Regions from separate parts of the Sus scrofa genome. Here region 1 is linked to region 2. A link is a contact called in public Hi-C data. All regions are on one chromosome and are shown on one strand. The core of a region is the stretch at or near the end of the contact, and the rest is flanking DNA. Distances in the headings are between cores, read along the strand shown. Region 1 overlaps GSE1 (genetic suppressor element 1). Region 2 overlaps C6H16orf74.

Region 1 (2,839 bases), core at 90-2,589, 330 kb before region 2:
AAATGCTTCGAACAGTGCCTGGCCCTTAGGAAGCACTTCCTGTCTGAGTTTAACTCATGTTTTAGCGTCAGTCTAACTAGTATTTACTCATATTAACTAGTATTTGTGGGCACGTGCTAAGTGCTCTGGGCTCCCCGTCAGGGGACGGTTTCTCCCGGTCATCTGGGTGACAGCTGTGTGACCAGACACCCCGAAGTCGGGAGCAGGAAACCACCGCTTTGGCTGACAGATGGACAATTCGGGTGAGGCTGGGCAGGGGGGACCCGTCTCTGCTCCCCAAGCTTTCGCATCTGGACTAGGGCTGGAGGATGCACCTCCCAGACGGCACCCTCATGCCCACAGGGCTGGTGGCCCGGGCAGTGGCAGGGCTGGGAGTGTGGCGGTGTGCCCTCCCCAACCCCAGCACAGCAGGGTGGCTGGGTCCTAAGACCAAGGGTCCTGAGGCAGAGCCGGGCAGAAGCTGTACCACCCTCATGACCAGGCCTCCTTGGCCCCCTGGCATCCACTTCCCTGACTCCATCAGGGCCGGTCTCACAATGCCCCTGCCCCTTCCAGCGTCAAGGAGGGGGCCAAGCTGGAACGATCTGGACGCGCGTGTGGCCTGGGAGGGAGCAGTGCGGCCCATTTTGGGAAATATCATCTGTCCTCGCAGCCCGGAGGGTCAGGGCTGGAAGGGTGCTCACAGGTCACCGGGCCTGCACCCCACAGCCCACTGCACGGGGCCGGGGAGCGGGGGGAAGCTGAGGGGCGGAGAGGCGGGCAGGCCGTCCCGGTTCCCTGGCGCTTATCAGGGTGTGCGGAGGGATGGCCTCTCTCCTGCTCGCCCGCCAGCTCCTGGGAGGAGGGGGCCCCGCCGTCTTTGCGGCAGGACCCCCGCCCCTCCCCCAGTGCCCAGCTCAGACGACCGGGCCACCTGAATCCAGCAGACCCCCAGGCCAGGGCCCAGCCGGCCCCTCGGACCTGCCCGTCGCTCTCCCACAGTGACCTGGCCGGTGCTGCATGCAGCCGGTGCTCAATGACTGCTTGGTACCCTGCCCCAGCCTGACGGATGCCAGGGAGCTCAGGTCCTGCCAGGCCAGGGGACCCGGGGTGGCCAGACCCGGCAGACCCATCCGCTTCCAAACTGAGCCCCTTGCCCGCCCCGGGAGTGGAGGGGCCGGAGGTGCTGGCCTGGCTGGACCCCCCACCCACCCACCCCACCCCAGCAGGGACGGGAGGCCTGGCGGGCGGGCTTCCTGAGCCTCCTGCCGGAGGTGTCTCAGCAGCTGCAGGAAGAGCCGGCAGAGCCAGATAAAGGCCCAGCGGGGGCCCTTTCCCAACAAAGGAAGCCAGCAGAGGCCTCTCCTCTCCCGCCTAAACACTCCAAACGCCTTTCAAGCTCTGGGCGGACGGGCGGGCTATTCAGAAGCAAGGGGAGGAGGGAACTGCCGCACAAAATGGGGTGGGAGGTGCCTCCGCCTCCTTCCAGAACCCCGAGGCGGATCCATTTAGTTTCAGAGAAATAAACCCCCCGTGTTCTAGAATATTCCTTCTCGGGGAGCAGGCCCCTCTCTGGGCCCTGCAGGGCACACCCTGGGGAGGGAATTGGAGAGAGGCGAGGGGCCTGGGTGCCCCCCCCCCCGACCCCGCCACCGAGCCACCCCTCACCTCCGGGGGTCTTTGTGTGCCCCGCCTCTCCCTTGATTTACGAGGCTGCCACCCAGCCCGCAGCTCCACCCCCAGCCTCCCGCCGATGATGGGGTGGTTGGGGACAGAGGGGACCCTCCAGACCTCCGTGCTGCCCCACCCCCACCCCAGCCTCGCAGTAGGTGACCCCTGGATCTGCAGGAGGGTGGCGGAGGGCCCCCTGGCCTGGAAGCTTCCGATGAGACAGGCTTCGGTGGTGGGTCCCACCCCTAGTGTGGCCAGAGATTCAGGCGACAGGCTGTTTGAACCTTCGAACTCTGCCCCGTCCCTCCCCACAGCTCCCTGGGCCCCGCGGCAAGAGCTGAGCCTAGGAATGCGACCAACCCTGTTGGAGCCTTCTGCCACCCTTTAGCTGCCAGCAAAGGCTTCGGCTGTTCTGCACCTTGATTTTGTCATCTGTAAAGGGGGCGTTAACACTGCCTGCCTCCCAGGGCTGCTGAGTGAGATTAAGCCCAGAGGTGGCTGCGCCGGATCCATGTCCCTGTGTATACAGGTCTCAGCCCCCCGGGCATCCCCAGGGACCAGGGACAACTCAGGATCATACAGATGGTGTCAGGGCATCCGTCAGCCACTGGACAGAGCAGAACGGCCTGGGCTTCTGGTTGGTGCTAGGCAGTGTTGGAGAGGGGGCCCTGCTGGCCCGGGGACACAGAGTGGCCTGTAGGATGCTACCCAGTCTGGGCACATGCTGGCCCCCAGACCTCAGTCCCCTGGACGGCTGGGGCCTCTCCCGGCAGGGCGGAAACTGCTTGGTAACGAGCCCCAGGGGCGCTCCAGGCGGCTGGGAGAGGGCAGGACGGGGTTTGCTGGTGCCAGGGCTCATTAAGCCTGCCGTTCAGATGGGGATTAGGCGGCAGCCAGCCCACGAGTCCTTGGGTTTGGTTATTAAAGGCTCCTTGCAAGGGAAACGCCAGGCGCTCCCTTTCAAAGCCGCACCTGCTAATCAGAGGGCAAGGAATTCATTAAAACTGTAACTGGGGCTCCCCAGGAACAAGGGCTGGGGGAGGGGGGCTTTGCAGCGTGTGGGCAGAACAAGGGCACAGCTTCCCTCCCTGGCAGGGGGCACACACTCCCCCCCACCCCGTCGTGGGTGTGGCCAGGGGGCGCCAGAGGCCCGTGCTGCAAGGCCCCCTCCTCCAAGGGGCTGTCCCTG
Region 2 (3,087 bases), core at 558-3,057:
GAGCAGAGGTGGCTGAGCACGAGGAACAGCTCTCAGGAGATAAAGCCAACTGTGGGGATTAAAAACAAATGCCAACCCTGCCCCAGACAAGAAGCTCATTTGTGCTAAAGCCAGAATTGTTATTTGTTAATTACGTGCCTGTCTTGGGCCATTAAGAACCCATTTCCTGAGGGGAAAGGCTTGGCTGGGATTGGGGGGGGGGCAGGCCCCGAGGGAGGAGGCTGGGAGCCCATCCTCCACACCTCAGAGCCAGCAAAGATTTCAATTTTGGTTTTTGTGGTTGTTTTGGCCAGGCCCATGGCATGCAAAAGTTCCTGAGCCAGGGACTGAACCCACACCACAGCAGTGACGGGAGCCATGGCAATGACAACGCTGCGTCCTTAACCCCTAGGCCACCAGGGAACTCCCAGATTTTGATTTGGGAGGTGACAGGGAGCTTGTGCAGGGAGCCTTCCGGGCTGGGGGCTGTCACCCACCTAGACCAAGCTCTGCTCTGGGGCACATGTGGTGTCACGTGGCGTCAGGCAGACGTCTTCTGAAACCTGGTTTTGCCCTTACCCAGGGTATATGGTTTTCCATCCTGGCATCTTGGGAAGTTTAAAAATATCCTGGAGTGGGGGGGAGGACCCTCCCCCTTGAGAAGCTTTATTTCACTGCTTTGCCTGGCCACTAGGACTTAGAAAAGCTCCTGAGTGAGTCTAAGCCAGGGCTGAGACGCCCCAAGCTGGGGCTCCTGTGCTCTCCTCTCCGAGCCTCAGCATCCCCCGCTAGAAAGATGGAACCATGACACCAATCTTTTTTTTTTTTTTTTTTTTTGGTCTTTTTAGGGTTGCATCTGCGGAGGTTCCCAGGCTAGGGATCAAATTGGAGCTGCAGCTGCCAGCCTTCACCACATCAACACCAGATCCAAGCCCCATCTGCAACCTACACCACAGGTCACAACAACGCCAGATCCTTTAACCCACTGAGTGAGGCCAGGGATCAAATCTGCATCCTCATGGATACGAGTCGGGTTCTTAACGCGCTGAGCCACAGCAGGAACTCTAGTATGATACCAATCTTGTAGAAAGGAAATACCGGGTGTACGGCATGGGGCTGCCCAGCTGGCGGGGGCCCGGGGATGAGTACTGGGGGGAGGTGAGGCTGCTGCCACCTCCCACGGGGACCAGCCGCCTTGTCTTAAGCATCCCCGTGCCAGGCCCTGGGTGAGTTCACCATTTCCACTGCAGCATGAGTCCTCATACCATCCCTCAGGGCCGATGCTAGGGTCATGGCCACTCCCCAGTGAGAACACGTTTGGAGAAGGGAGGTGACGTGGGCACACAGAGGCCAGGTGGCTACAGGCCTGAGCACCCACTTCATTCCTTCTGGTATCATTCACCACTGCTCAGAAGCCCTGAGCCAGGCCTGTCCTCCATTCAGGATGCCCCAGGCACTGGGGACTTGGCACCATTCCCGGCCCCCAGGCCATCTAGAGGCCACAGCCACACCCGGCTGGAGCCTAGAGCAGGTGCGGCTCCTCTGCAGGCATCGTGGCTCAAGGCCGCCCTCTGCTGGTTCTTATAAAAATGGCGCTCGATCCGCACCCCGGTACCAGCTTGCAATCCCCGCCTGGGACCATGTCCCTGGGACCACGTGCACTCTTTCCCCAGGCACCGTCACACACGGTGGCCCTGCTGGGCCCGCAGTGCAGTGGGAGGCCCGAACGTACACCTGGGCGTCAATCCACCCGGCAGCGGCTCCACTTCTCCAGGCCTCGATTCCTCCCTCGCCTGCAAAATTGGGGTGGTTAATAGTTCCCACCTGCAGGGGGCGCTGAGAGGCTTCAGAGCCACACTTGAAGTCCTCACTGCGACTTCATTAGGTGCATTTTGCAGGTGAGGAAGCCACCTGGCCGGCCTTGCAGCACAGGCTCAGTAAATGCCAGGCGTTATTAATAGCATAGACTCTAACCTTAGCGCGTGTTCACCGATTCAGCCAGTTCCGAGCATCTACTGAGTGCAGGTGTCATTCCTGCAGTCACAGCGCCAGGGGGTTCAACACTGCTGTGGAGTGACTCTGACGAGAGGCCTCTGGTTCCACCCTAACACCCGGAGACACTTTTCCTCATCGGGTTGGGAGGGCCACGGGCTCAGCAAGGAGGACAAACTGAATCCGACCCTCAGTCCTGCTTTGCCTCCGGGACTCCGCCAGCCCCGCCTGTCCACCTGCAGGGTGAGGGGATTCTCCCTGCCCCCCCAGCACAGCGCCGGGCCCAGGCAACAGGCACCTATTGTGCACCTACTGCGTGCTGGGCATCCTCCCAGGTGCTGGGGACGCAGCAGAGACCAAGACAGTCTCATCGCACGTTTCTCCGCTGCTCCCCCCACACACCGCCTGCCTTCACCTTGTGCTTCTGACCCCAGCAGCAAACTGGGACACCCCCCCCCAAAGTACAGAAAAGACTGGAAAAAAATAACAGGGAGGGTCCCCTGTGAGCCATGCCATTGTCGGGAGGGGCCCACGCTCCTGAGCTGTGAGGACAGTGAGCTGAGAGGCTGGGGGCTGTGTGGGCACTTTGCAGGCATCCAAATGGTCCGCCCAAGGAGGCCCATCTTCCAGACGGGTACACTGAGGCACAGGGAAGTCACAGGGGAGGTGACTCAGGGACTAGAAAGCCAATGCCTTCCAGAGTCTGAGTCAGTGATGGGAGGAGGAAGGAGCAGACAGTGGGAGGAGCAGCACGAAGGAGGGAGGTGGGAGGGGGTCAGAAAAGGCTTCCCGGAGGGGGCTGATTGAGAGCGTCGGGAGGGAGGGCGTGGGCAGCCTTGGCACACACAAAGGCCCTGGGGCCGGGCGGAGTCTGGGTGAGGCCGACACTAATTCCTCGAAGATGACCAGGTGACTGGATTTAGGGCACGTCTTTCAAAAACAAACTGACAAATGCCTCCGAGGGTTCCAGATGCACTTCATCTTTTTTTTTTTTTTTCCTAAATTCCAATTAAGGCGGAAAGCCTTACATTATTAGGAATGAGGCCAGGGCGGGTGGGGGTTTTACCTTTTCGAGGCAGCCTGGGACCAATGGAGACGGCAGGGGATGTTTTAAAT

Evidence for each region. Hi-C and Micro-C count contacts between places; a contact is called where the count stands out from the background.
Region 1: a contact with region 2 is called in a Hi-C map of fetal liver, with 2.5 times the contacts expected there. The contact joins two enhancer-like sites. A contact is called at or near these places in 1 of 5 promoter capture datasets (fetal liver), 6 of 47 Hi-C or Micro-C datasets (alveolar macrophages, embryonic fibroblasts, fetal liver and 2 more) and 1 of 2 datasets of contacts at active chromatin or transcription factors (skeletal muscle).

The regions. Positions count from the first base shown.
Region 1 is chr6:3,524,836-3,527,674 of Sscrofa11.1, reverse strand. The region is part of intron 1 of GSE1 (genetic suppressor element 1); the gene reads left to right. Among named protein-coding and RNA genes, the nearest start is that of GSE1, 130 kb to the left of the region's middle. Within about 2 kb of position 1,339, at least 33 of the 83 cell types and tissues checked have an H3K27ac peak or open chromatin away from gene starts, as enhancers often do. A contact at or near this core is called in fetal liver, where this site is marked.
Region 2 is chr6:3,198,926-3,202,012 of Sscrofa11.1, reverse strand. All of the region lies in intron 6 of C6H16orf74, which reads right to left. Among named protein-coding and RNA genes, the nearest start is that of GINS2, 18 kb to the left of the region's middle. Within about 2 kb of position 1,807, at least 16 of the 83 cell types and tissues checked have an H3K27ac peak or open chromatin away from gene starts, as enhancers often do. A contact at or near this core is called in fetal liver, where this site is marked.